Linked DNA regions of Rattus norvegicus: region 1 is linked to region 2. A link is a contact called in public Hi-C data. All regions are on one chromosome and are shown on one strand. The core of a region is the stretch at or near the end of the contact, and the rest is flanking DNA. Distances in the headings are between cores, read along the strand shown. Region 1 holds the start of Cnep1r1 (CTD nuclear envelope phosphatase 1 regulatory subunit 1). Region 2 overlaps Heatr3 (HEAT repeat containing 3).

The links. A called contact is a pair of places that touch in the nucleus more often than the background predicts.
Region 1: a contact with region 2 is called in a Hi-C map of Schwann cells, with 4 times the contacts expected there. The contact joins the promoter of Cnep1r1 here to the enhancer-like site in region 2. A contact is called at or near these places in 6 of 12 Hi-C or Micro-C datasets (the Rat2 cell line, Schwann cells, kidney and 3 more).

Annotation. Positions count from the first base shown.
Region 1 is chr19:35,116,243-35,123,364 of GRCr8, forward strand. It overlaps Cnep1r1 (CTD nuclear envelope phosphatase 1 regulatory subunit 1), which reads right to left and starts at 4,859. Exons shown (of 6, transcript NM_001106173.1): 1 at 4,737-4,859; 2 at 3,767-3,838. The coding sequence starts at 4,761.
Region 2 is chr19:35,065,038-35,071,515 of GRCr8, forward strand. It overlaps Heatr3 (HEAT repeat containing 3), which reads right to left. Exons shown (of 15, transcript XM_341654.10): 14 at 5,289-5,465; 15 at 878-2,197. The coding sequence ends at 2,075. Among named protein-coding and RNA genes, the nearest start is that of Tent4b, 26 kb to the left of the region's middle. Within about 2 kb of position 5,049, at least 6 of the 93 cell types and tissues checked have an H3K27ac peak or open chromatin away from gene starts, as enhancers often do. A contact at or near this core is called in Schwann cells, where this site is marked.

The DNA of each region.
Region 1 (7,122 bases), core at 3,609-6,108, 51 kb after region 2:
CCACACAGTGGCCCAGTGGGTTCTAACTGAGGAGCTGTGCCTCGCAGACTACTGCTGCTGAGTTACACAAAGGTCAGCGTTGGTAAGTGTGGAGTCATTGGGGAGTACACCAATCAGGACTGGTTTTCTTAAAGGGACTGAAAAGACTTAAGGGCTAGAAGAACCCAGAAAGGGTTTAGTTTTTCCCACTAAGCTTTTCTACCTCTGTGTATGTGTGTGTGTGTCTGTTCACATGTGTGTGCCGTGGTGCACATGTAAAGATCAGAGGTACCTGTGGGAGCAGATTCTCTCCCTACACCAGATGGCTCCTGGGGACTGAACTCAAGTAATCAGACAATACCTTTACCTGCTGAGCCATCTTGCCAGTCTGCCCCACCTTAATCTTAACAGATGATAAATAAATGGAAGAAAAAAAACGGACACTAGGATTAGCTAATGCTCTATAGCTAAAGACAGTTCTTTTAGTTCAGTTACACTTCAGATTTACAAATGGGAAAGTCATTTTCAGAGAACAGAAACGTAGTAAAATCTTAATCACCTGGAACTTCTACAGATAGATGCAGTTAAAAAAGAAAATCATTGAAGGTATTTAGTAAAAGAATCAAAATTATCTTCTTAGCTAAGAACAAATCAAACTCAATCCCTTATTATGTATTTCTAGAAATAAACATATTACATAGGTACTGTTATATAAAATGACATAAAACCAAAACCAAAGTATTAGAAAGGCTCTCATACACACACTTTTATTTGATTGGTACACTAGCCAAGCTGAAGGCACTTGCATGAAGCACATGGAAAGTAAAGTGTGTTCATCACATGATGCCTTAAACGACAGGGCAGCATTCCACGCCTTTTAAAAGTGTTTGCTAGCAATGGTTTGGGAGCAACTTCTCTGTAAACAAGAACAGCAAAATCACTACTTAGGAATCTGAGCACTCAGCACAGAAGGGGCTACGGCTTCACAAAGTGAACTAAGAAAAGTCAGTTATAAGTCTAGATCCCTAACTTCAGTCCTGTGGCCTGAGTCAAACCTTGAAATAAAACATGTCTTCACAGGGCTAGGATGGCTCAATCGGTAAGAGCATCCTATTAATAGGTAAGGTGCTGCTATTGCAGAGGACCTGGGTTCAGTTCTCAGTTCACAACTGTCCTCAACTCCAGCTCTACGAGGCCCAGCACCCTCTCTGCCCTCCTTGGGTACTAGGCATGCACGTGGTGGTGCACATATACTCATGCAGGCAAAACGATCATACAGATCAAGATAAAAACAAAAATTAAACCTTCCAAAATTATGGGGCTGGAGACTTGCTCAGTGGTCAAGTGCACTTGTTATAAAAGACCTAGGTTTGATTCCCAGCACCCACGTGGAGGCTCACCACCTCCTCAGACACCAGTTGCATGTGTTGTACAAATATACAAAAAACTAACCAAAAAACCCAAGCCCCAAACCGAAAGTACCACATCTTTGTATTGTCTCTGTGGTTCACAGAGAGCATGTCTAGCAAATGTGTGACCCTGGATCTTAGTCCCAGCACTGAAAAACAGGTTTCAACCTGATTACTTGTAGGCAGGAACTGAATCTCAGTAGTCCATCTTCCTAAGACTAGCCCAAAGCTGAGAGGTCTAACGCATCTGTGGTCCCAACAGCTGGAGAAGCAGAGGGAGGAGGACCACTTAAACCTAGGACTCAGAAGCCAGCCAGAGCAAGGCAGCGAGAGCCCATATCCAAAGAGCTAAGGAGTGGAAGGAGGAGGGAAGAGACAACTAGGTCCCAGTACAGAGGAGCAGAGCTGTATTTGTTCACGTTTCCCACCATGCCCCTGCCTTGGGGCAGTAAATAGAATTCATTCAAGTCATACTTTCTGGCCTTTATAATACTTCAGAATAGGCAGTAGTAGGAAGGTGGGATTCTTTCCTGGGCAGGCTTCAAAGCACACCATCATCCTGTATTAAAGTCCAAGTAAGGATGCTACTGAGATGGCTCATCTGGTAATAACGTGGCCATTAAGCCTGTCAATCTGCATTTGAATCCCAGGACCCAGAGGTAGATGAAGGGAACTGACTCCCACGAGCTGTCCTCTGACTTCAACATGGGCTGTGGCGTGTGAGTGAACCTGCACGCATAAAAAGTCAACTACAGAAAATGTCATAACCTTTGTTTTAAAAAAATAAGTAATTTTACATAGATCTATCTATATGTATCTGAGTGTATGTATGCTATATGTATGCAGAGCCTGAGGAGGTCAGAAGATTGTGAGCCACCATATGGGTACTAAGACCCAAACTCAGGCCTTCTGCAAGAACAGCAGTAAGCACTCTTAAGCACTCTTACTACCTATCTCTCCAGCCTATGTCCTACCTCTATACACATAATTGAATGCTTTAAAAAAAAAAAAAAAAAAAGCAGGAGCTTTGTGCCTGCTAAGAAATGCTCTACCACTGAGTCATCCCAAGTCATATTTTTTTCAAAAAAGTTTTATTATTTTAAATTATGTATATTTGTAAGTTCATAGGGGTATGTACACATGTCTGCAGAATCTAAAAGAGGGTGTCAGATAGTCTGGAGCTGGAATTACAGGTGGCTGATATAAATGCTGGGAACTGAACCTGTGTCCTCTACAAGATCAGCATACACTCTGAATTCACCAAGCCACCACTCCAGCTCTAAAATATTTTTCTTAAAAAAAAAAAAAAAATCGTATTTCGATAGCTTGTAGGCAAATTGTGTTTTCGTGGGGAGTTTATGTGTCTGTACATGTTCATATATGTACTTACACTGTGCATGTGAGTATGTAGCCAGAAGCCAATGAATAACTTATTTTATGAAACAGAATAGCTCACTGAATCTAGAGCCCACACAGTATTAAAATTTTTATTGTGTTTTTAATGAAAGTTACAATATTTAATAAAAAATATGTATCTTGAGGCTGGAGAAATGGCTCAACAGTTAAGAACACTAGCTGTTCTTCTAGAAGTCCTGGGTTCAATTCCCAGCACCCACATGACAATTTACAGGCCTCTGTAACTCCAGTCCTAGAGAATCTTTTGGGGACTACGCATACGTAGTATAGAAACATATGTGCAGGCAAAACACCCATACATATAAAATAAAACAGAAATAATATGGAGGGTGGCTGGAGAGACAGCTCAGAAGTTAAGAACACTTGTTCTTGCAGAGAACCTGGATTCGGTCCCCAGCACCCACACGATGGCTTACGATCACTAGCAACCCCAGTTGCAGGGTAGATGGTTGCCTCTTCTGGACTTTGCAGGTGCACGCACTTAAAATTAAAAAAATATGTATTTTCGTAAAAAGATAAAAATTCAATCATATAAAATAGTCTGTCCTTTTAGAGTAGACAGTTATAATTTCTTTTTTCTTTAAAAAAATGATTTACTGTGTGTGTAGCTGAATGATATGTATAGCCACGCATGCCACAGCACAAATGTGAAGGTCAGAAGAGAAGTCTGTGGGGTCCGCCCTCTTCTCCCCCCTTTAAATGGCTTCTGAGGATGCAACTAAGGTATACGGGCTTGAACTGCATCTACCAGAGCCGTCTTACCAGCTCGTAATTGTCTTAAGTACTTACTATCAACAGTGCTAATACATTTAAAAGTTGTCTAAACTCAGAAATCTTATGGCTTAGGAAAACAAGGATTTACTAGTCAAAAGTTTTAAATGAGAGGGAGTCGCTCCTACTTAGGAATATGGCTATCAACCAACCGCACTTCATTTTCCCTTAGAAAGCACTCAGCAACTTACTTCTCCAACGTCCAGTGGCAGGTTGCAAGCAATGAATATATTCAGTAAGTCTTCTTTCGAAAGCCTTGAGATCTAGGCAAAGAGAATTCAGTCCTCTACCTGCTCTTTCTAGTGTGAACTTGATAAGATGAAGTTTTAGAGCAATGAACAGCTACAGGTCTTACACATCAAATTACTTGTGTCACCCACTGTTTGCTTATAATGACAATTTTAAGTACACGACAAAAACATCACTTTTCTTTCATTCCAATTTCTGGAAACCGGCTGGTCTACTTTTAGAAGCTTAAAAACTGCTCTGTTGGAAGACCAGCAGCAACTTCAGAGTCAAAAGCTGAAATTGGGGGAGTTACAAAGAAATGGACCAAAATCCAGCTTAATTCTAATTCTGTGGAACCAAGAACTTTCTGATCAAACAGCGAAATCCATGAGGTCTAATTGATGACTGCAATTATTCGATTCAGGCCCTAGCTCTTATCATTAATTGATAGCTATGTAGTATGGGCTTCCTAGACTTCCGTAGACAGATAACGGGCTGATCAAACATACTCCCTTTCCTCCTCGGAATGGGTTACTGGTGATCGTCCGGACAGCCGCAGAGCGCCTACGGCTTGTGCTGTGACAGAGCGTACCTCTGAATGAAGTAGGGTGTTATTTCCACAGAGGTGTTTTTTTTTTTTTTAAAAACAAAACAAAACTTTGGAAGGCCAAGAGCACTTCCAATTCCCGGCAATTACAAAAGACAAGGTAGAAATTAGGGCTACGGCTCGTGCGGTTGTCAAACCAACGGAAAATGAATTCGCACTCTACAACACACAAGGGCTCGTCAATGAGAAGGGCCCCCAGCCCGAACCCGGGAGAAGGCGGCACCCCTCCGCGGCCGTGCGCCCCGTGCCCCGAGCCGCGGCCCCGCCACACCGCCCTCGCGACCTCCTCAGCCTCGGGCCGGGACGAAGCGGGCGACACACACTACCTTCCGCCTGTTCCAGCGAATTCATGTCGGCCGGCAGCTCCGGTCACTGCCGCGGCCAGGTCCGCATCGCAGCCCTCTCTCCCAGCCCCGCGGGCAGCGCCAACTCCCACCTCTAACCGCTCCCCTCAGCCCCTCCCCTTCGCACCGCCCATTTTTTTTTAGAACCGTTGAGCTTATTGGGTATCTTTGCCAGACCCCGTCAAGTAAACTAGTTTTCTATTGGCTAATTTCAGCAAACGCCTTCGGGGGAACCCAGCGCTAGGCGTTCAACTGGAAGGGCCGAGAATAGCGAGCAGTCAGGCTGATATAGCCATGGCGCCGCCTCCTGCCTCGGGGAGGAACTGCAGTCCGTCCAAGCACACTTGGTTCCTTTCTTAGTTCTAAAGACAATGAGAAAGAAGCGCCTACTAGTTAACTTCTGGGCAGTATTCTGGTTGCTAAGGAGAGATCACCAAGCTAGCCCTGCCCACAAGGAACTAAAGAGAAACTAAAATGTGTTCTATAATAAGTAACTAGAAGCTCCCCAAACATATTTCCTTGATTATGATTCCTCTTTTTTAGATATCCAATTCCCTAAAGAAGGATTTTTTTTTACCTTCTCATGTCATCCAAAATAGTCATAAAGAGTGCAAAGTATGTCTCAATAACTATAACAAAAATATGTACAGGATTAGCAAAATTAACATTTGAATAAAATGTCCTGTTTGTTTCCTGGTAGTCATTCAAGAAGTATTTATTGCATGACACGCTACCCATTGTGTTTATCCCATATAACATTTATGACCAAGATAGATAGGATTGCATTCCTCACAGTGAAGGGTTTTGGGGAGCAATAAACATGCAAGTTAAGCAATTGATTTCAGATAACAGTAGTTCTATGGAGAAAGCAACAGATATCATTAAAGAACATTAGAAGGAAGGGGGTTAGAAGTGTTGCAAGCACATTTGAGCTGAGATCCCCAAGATGACGGAAAAGAACGCAGCCACATAGATCAGGGCTGAGAGGTTCTTTGAACGACACCACCATGTTTCCAAAATTGATACATTGTGTGTTTTACTCCTTTTCAACCTTCCTCCTAACTCATTCATCAGCTCTTGACTCCTTTGTTTTCTAGACCCTTCTACCATAGTAGCACTTTCTAAACTTTCCCATTAGGGACCTTTCTCAGGACTAAACCCTTTACATATATTATCTCATTTACACTTTTAAACTGACTTCTTTGTTTTGGGGATGGAGTTTTTCTCTGTAGATTAAGCTGGATTTGCTACATTAGTCAAACCCTCCTGCTTAAGCCTTTCAAGTGCTCAGATATGAGTTGCCACTCCTGGCTTCAAGGGGTGTGTGTGTGTGTGTGTGTGTGTGTGTGTGTGTGTGTGTGTGTGTGTTGGTTTTGGTTTTTCCAAATAAGGTTTCTATGTAACAACCTTGGCTGTCCCAGAACTCACTTTGTAGACAAATATAGCCTAGAACCCAAAGAGATCTGCCTGCCTCTGCCTCTCCAGTGCTGGGAATAAAGGCATGGCATTATCATGGTCATCTTTAAGATGTGTTATTAATGTTATGGATCAAAACCTATGAGTTATAAAATATACTTAATAGATGATGGTGTTTTGATGTTTTGAGACAGGGTCGATACATATAGTTCTGGTTATTTTGGAACCTCTTATGTAGACTATGCAGTCCTTGAATTCACAGAGATCTTCTTGCCTTTGCTGGGATTAAAGGCATGCTATACTGCACCCTGGACCGTAACCATTACTTTTAAAAACTGAGGCAGCTGAGTGTGGTGGTACAAGTGTTTATTCCCAGCACTCAGGAGGCAGAGGAAGACAGATCTACCCAGGGAGCTCCAGATAAACCAAGACTACAGTGAGACTGTCTTTTTGTTTTTTGTTTCTCTGTGTAGCCTTGGCTATCCTGAAACTTTCTCTATAGACTAGGCTGGCCCTGAACTCAGAGAGATCTGCCTGCCTCTGCCTCCCGAGTGTTGGGATTAAAGGCATGCACACCACCACCACCCAACTAAGACTGTGTCTTAAAAACAAAACCAAAACTAGCCAAAGAGCTATGTCACTGGAAAGGAGGAACTTTTATTTCTCAGGTTTTGTTTCAGGGGTGTGTTTGTTTCCTGCATGTGTGCTTTAATGAGTATGTTCTCCTTAAAATGTAAGGCATCATATGTAACTAGAGGTGCTTATAGTAAGTATGTTCTGTCAAGCTGTAAGGCATTCATACCTCACTAAGGGATCCAGTAAGAAAAAAAGACTTGAAACTGTAGGAGTTATTAAAGCAGGTATCTAGAGGTCAATTCTAGAAGATGAGAAAAATAAAAACATGTTTGCTCAAGTCTTGTATAATAATCACAGCCTAAATAAAAAACCCTCT
Region 2 (6,478 bases), core at 3,799-6,298:
CACAAATGACTTAGCTTTTGTGTAAGAAGTTACACAGAAAAGCCTAGGTTTTTCAAGGCACCGCTTCACTCTGTGCTATACTGCAGCGTGACCAAACCACCTTACAGCTTAATAAAACGACACTCATTCACTCAACAAACAACACTGTGTGCCCTGAGCTTGGCTGTCTGTCTGCTCTGTTCTAAGTCCAGGAAGCATGGGAAAGAACAGAGTCAGAAACACCACTCTCTTTCAAACGGGTAAGACAAACACCTGAGGCAAAAGACCTCTGAAACTAATCTTTAATTTACTCTTTAGCTTAGACTGGCCTTGAACTCACATATAAAAAGCCACTCTAGGAAAAAAAAAAATCCTCTTGAAAAAAGGCATGCTGTTAAAGCCCTGGGTCAAACACTTGGCTGCAGTAATCACAAACAGCCATCCAGCTCCTCGCCAGGAGAGTAAAGCAGACACGCTGTGCACAGCAGAGCACCTCCATTTCCCATCCTACCAGAAAACCCCACATCTCTGCTCTCCGGGTCTCAGTGACTCAAAGCTGAGAAATAACCCTGGCTTCCTAACAGCCTGTACTAGATGTGGCAGGAAACATCGTTCACTAGGCCACAGTGCACACGAGATGAATACTAGTAAGTGGTCCGTGCGTCTACAGTGCTAGGGGAATTACAGCCTACACTGTGTTTTGAGCTTTTCAGGCAAATGGATGGATTTAGGAGCAGCGTGGACTGGAGTCCCAGCGTGAGCCCTATCTGGTCCCCTCATCTTTCACAGTAAGGAGAGGTCACTCAGAAGGTCATGCTGTAAGCTCTGACATGAAGGCGAACTGCCTAGAGAGATGTCTACTCGGGGTTCTAAGAAATAATCGTAAGACACAAAAAAATCCAGTTAAAGGTTATTTATTCAAAAATATTTTCTACTAATTCTTATTTTTTTTTTGAGACAGGGTCTCTCGGCTGTCCTGGTACTCCATCTGTAGGCCAGGTTGGCCTTGAACTCAAGAGATCCTCCTGCCTCTGCCTCTGAAGGTCTGGGATGAAAGGTGTGCACCACCATAGCAGCATTTTCTACCACTCTCTAATTCCTTATCAAATTAAGACAGGGAATGATGTTACACAACTGCTCAGACACCCCATGCAGAATACAATCACCCCATTATCCACACAATGACAAATTCATTTACTTCACAAAAGATTCATAATTGGTACATAGTATTCCATAACAAAATATTTTATAAAGCTTATCTTGATATCTCAGTTAGGAGTTAGCTAATACAAAATGATATTGGCTTTAAAAATCAATCCAAACAATGACTTAATTTCTTTTCTCAAAAAACTCAGCCATAATTGTCTGAAGTCTCTTTACTGCCCTTAAGTTAAGAGCCACACTGAGGGTCAGGGGTGTGGTTAGTGGTAGAGTGCTCACCGAGCAGGAGCAAGGCCCTGAGTGCCACCCCAGCACCTCAGATTGTGACACATTGTCAGTGGCTAAAATATGCTGGAGATGTAACACACATTTCCTACAGGTTCTTGCATCCAAACTAACATCCAGAATGAAGTACTGAAAAATGGCTTTTGGAGGCTGGAGAGATGGCTCAGCAGTTAAGAGCACTGACTGCTCTCCCAGAGGTCCTGAGTTCAATTCCCAGCAACCACATGGTGGCTCACAACCATCTGTAATGAGGTCCATTGCCCTCTTCTGGTGTGTCTGAAGACAGCAGCAATGTACTCATAAAAAATAAATAAATCTTAAGGAGAAAAAGAAAAGAAAGAAAAAAGGCTTTCAGAGGACAGGGGTGGTGTTGAATACCTAAAATCCCAGCAATCAGGAAACTGAGACAGGTAGACCTCTGTGAGCTCCAGGCCACGAGGGGCTACCTAGAGAGAACCTGTCTCAAAAAGAAAAGAAAAAAGAAAAGAAAAAAGAAAAGAAGGCGTTTGGAAGCACATACGTTCAAGGGAAAGGAGAAGTAGTTTCTCCTCTTCTTTTTTTCTCAAGAGGTAGGCACAGACCCAGGACTGTTCATACCAGCGAGGCATGCAGCTACAGAGGCAGCCCCAGCTCTGGTCCTCTTGACGGTTTAAGAAGTCAGTCTTTTCTCAACAGTTTCCTGGTAAGCAATAAAGCGCCTCAGATTCATCTTCACATTGTCGAGAACACACAGCTGATCCGGGCTGTATCTGGCCCTCCCTTCTTTCCGCATCTGGTGAGAAAGAGCCACAGAGAGTGAAAGCATGTCACCCAGCTTGTTTTCTATTAGTCATTCACTTAAGTTAACTATTTTATAAACAAGACGTTTCAAAGAATGCAGTCGAAGGGTTGCTTCAGATTAAACAGATATGGAACATGAAGAGAAAAATGAAAATGTGCCCATTTCCCCTTTTTCCATTTTCACTGACGCAGGATCCCTCAATCAAACACAGAGCCTGCTGATCTAGCTAGTCTCAGTAGGCAGCTTGTTCCTGGGATCATCTATCTCTACCATCTGAAGCCGAGATTCCACCTAGCACTTTGGTGGGTAAATGTTGACCTACAATCTCAACTCCTGGTTTTCACACTTGCAAGGTGAGCCCTCTAACCACTGAACTATCTCTCCAACTTGAATATACACATTAGAATTATAGTTACAAGCCAACTGCACACCTTTGCTCCCAATTTTCTGGAGGTAACAATAGAGGGAGGTGAATCTTTGTGAGTTTGAGGCCAGCCTGATCTACATGGTGAGTTGCAGGAGAGCCGGGGTAACATATCTCAAAAAACCAAACCAAACCAAACCAAACCAAACCAAACCAAACCAAAAACAAAAAAAAAAAAAAAAAAAAAGGAGGGAAAAAAGTTACAGAAATAAGAACTATGAAAACAGGGTTGAAGTTTATGAAAACCAAATCATAACTCAACCATAGTCCTTTTTTTTTTTTTTAAAGATTTATTCATTTATTATATATGAGTACACTGTAGCTGTCTTCAGATACACCAGAAGAGGGCATTGGATCTCTTTACAGATAGTTGTGAGCCACCATGTGGTTGCTGGGAATTGAACTCAGGACCTCTGGAAGAGCGGTCGGGTGCTCTTAACTGCTGAGCCATCTCTCCTGCCCCCATAGTCCTTTTTTAAAAAATATTTTTTATTTATCTTTAGTTAAAAATGACTACCCACAAAGGTCAGAAGAGGGTGCCAGATCCCCTGGAGCCATATGAGAGCTGAGAATCTTACCCAGGTTCTCTGAAGAGCAGCCAGTGCTCTTAAAAGTAACCACCTCTCAGCCTTCACTTCTCATCTTAAGCACCAATCCCTGAGACTGACCGCAGAATTGGCTGGTGGGGCCCCTACTGGCATCTCTACTAATTTTCTCATCTAGAGGCCAGGAGCTGGGGCTAAGAATACATATTCTGCCACACTATAATAAATGAGATTAGCTCAGAACTTAAAAATAATAAATAAAAGAATCCATTCTGAACACGACAGCAGGTGGCGCTGTGGGTACTGGGAGGGAAGGACACTTTTGAGAAGCAGTCTTTAGACAAATTCTCTAGTCCACCACATGGAGTTGTATTCAAATGCAACTTGAAGTTTCTAATGCCTCCTTTTTACAGAAATATATATACCTCCATTTTATGCAAATGGGCTTTGTCCTAAAACTGCAGTTCATGTGTAGTTACTTGCAAAGCATCTGTAAGGTCCTGGATCCATTCAGTAATATAAACAAAATCAAAGTAAAAAACCTCAAACCCGTGCTGTAGGCTGGCCTCTGCCTACTAAAGAGAGGTCACTGCAGCTCTCTACTGTAGAGAAAAACTAAACTCCAGCAGTGAAACATTTTACTGCAGCAATGCATGCTGAACGGGAAACACAGCCCCATCAACGGGCCCTCCAGTGGTTCAGGCTGCTTTCCCAGGTCAGAGTTTCCATATAGCTTTTAAAGCCCTGCCTCCTTCAGAGTTTTGTTCTTACTCTCTTTTTTTGGTGCTGAATATTAAACCCTGGGTCTCACCAATGCCAAACACATATTCTTCTACGAGCCACATTTCCGACCCCCCATTCATTCTATCTTTTTCGATAGGATCTTATTGTGCACTCAGGCTGGCCTGGGACTCAGGATTCACCTCCAAGTTCTGGGATTAGAGGCTGGCACCACCACATCCGTCTGGAAGGCTGGATCACTCTGCCTAATCTGTTTTGCTGGCAGCTGTGGAGGAACAGGGTTAAACTTCCTTCTCCTTATCTCAAAGGCTCCTTCTGCAGAAACCTAAGGCTTTTATGAACAATGTAGACACCGTGCACTGGCATTAAAATAGGTCTTAGATAGTATTAAGCAAAAACATAAGAAAATGTGGTTATGTTATGCTTTTTTTTTTTTTTTTTTGGATAAGAAAGGAAGAAATCCTAGGAACATTTGTCTCTGCTTAAAGCAACAGCACTCAATGGGGCTGCAGAGAGGGATCAGAGATTAAAGAGCGCTGGTTGCTCTTGCAGAGGTACTGGTTTATTCACAGCAAGGATTTGTAACTAGGGATCTGACACTGCATGCTGCCTTTCGCAGGTACTCACACACACACTGTGCAGACATATGCACAGGCAAAAAGTCCATATAAAAATAAATATCTCAAAAGGAAAGTTCTTCTTATTCTGGGGGTGCTGGGGTTGTAGCTCAGTGGTAGAGTACTTGCCTAGCATATGCAACTCCTAAAAGGAAGGATGAACAGATGGATAGAAGAAAGAAAAAGAAAACAAACACCCCTCTAAAATGGGAAGATTCAAGTTTGTTCCTAAAATCCATAGGCACTGGCATAACTCAGGGGTAGAGTACAGGCACCACACGACTGTGTTCAATTCCCAGCACCAAAAAAATAAAAACAAAGCTCTTGGTTGTCCTTATTGAGTTAATACAACAGTAGCTATGTGCTCGAGGACAGAGCACCCTGAGGATGCCTTCTTTCCCCACGTTAAAAACACCCACAACAAAGCTAACACACAAAAGCACATTATAGCATGGAAAAGAAGTTGAAAAGTGTACAAAAGCGCTTCTAAAGCATTGCTACATAACACAGCTCTGGTGACGTCATGAAGAACTTGTCAGGATGCCACTCTGTCTCCATCCAGTTATTGAAATACAGCAGCATTCTGAGGAGCTGGGACAGCCAACAAGCATTTCATCGAGTGCTGTGGTGGAAGTGCTGGGCTAGCCGCTGAACTGAACAGGAATTACTTACACACCCTCCAAGCTGCATGGCCCTTCTTCCCAGAGACGGTCTGCTGCCGAGACCTGTGCATTTATAAAGAAAGCAATACAAACCTTCATTTTGAAGACTGGCTGGAATTCTTTCAAAGCTGCTAACAATTTAATTTGAACTGAAGCCTTTTCAGCTTCTTCACCATCTGCAAAAACATCAAAGAGGGCATCCAAAGCCTCTCCTGCTACCACGAGGGAAGGGTCTTTGGTGGTGACTTCCAGCAGAAAGCACCCAATGGTCTATAAAAAGCAAACAGAGGACAGTGAAGGTCAGTCCCAAAATGTCGATGACAAATGTGCCAACAGCTCCCATATCCTATCTTCACACAAAAGATGCCAGGGAGGAGAAACCTTCATAGGTCCAAAGATGCTACATGCAGCTACAAATACGCTACGCACAAGTTAAATATGCTACAGTTTACACTACCAAATCAAGTGAACTGAGGTCTGTAAATGATATGAAAATTTGATTTTGGAGATTAGTGTTTTCCTTCTGCTTTCTCGTTTGTAAGAATCATCACTACCACTCTTAATTCCAGCACTCAGGAAGGAGAGGCAGGCAGAGCCCTGTGAGGCCAGCCTAGTCTACCTACTGAGCTCCAGGGCAATCACATAGTGGACCCTGTCTCAATAAACCAAGAAAGAAATAAAACGACAAATCACAAGATTAAAGCGACACTCTCATTTTACTTCACTGTTTTTGTTTTGACACATGCTCATTTACTTAGCCCGGCGGCCTCAGAGTCCTTATAGTCAGGAGTGACCCTGACGTTCCTGCTTCAACCACCCATGTGCTGGGAATGCAGAAGAGTGCCAGCCGGCCTGGCTACTGGGTCTACTTTTAACATTTTCCCTCTTTTCCCTCTACAATTAATTAGCTTATGATGAGAACATTCCCAATCTGCAAAGGCCTCTTCTAGAATAGCCTGATTATAGTTCTATGTTATAGCTAGCTGTTCTGTGGGGGTGGGACATGCAACCTGTTATGGGGGCAGGAGATAGTATCAAGCTGTCAGTTAACCTCTCTGAGCTCGGATTTCCTCCTTTTAATGTAAGCAGTGCAGATAACCTCCATGACAGTATTTTGTCTTTTTTTTTTTCCCCCGGAGTTGAGGACCAAACCCAGGGTATTATGCTTGCTAGGCAAGTGTTCTACCACTGAGCTAAGTTCCCAATCCGTCCATGACAGTACTAGGCTTAATATCCTAGAGTGTGCTATAAAGTATACATCTCACATATGAAGTAGTCTAATT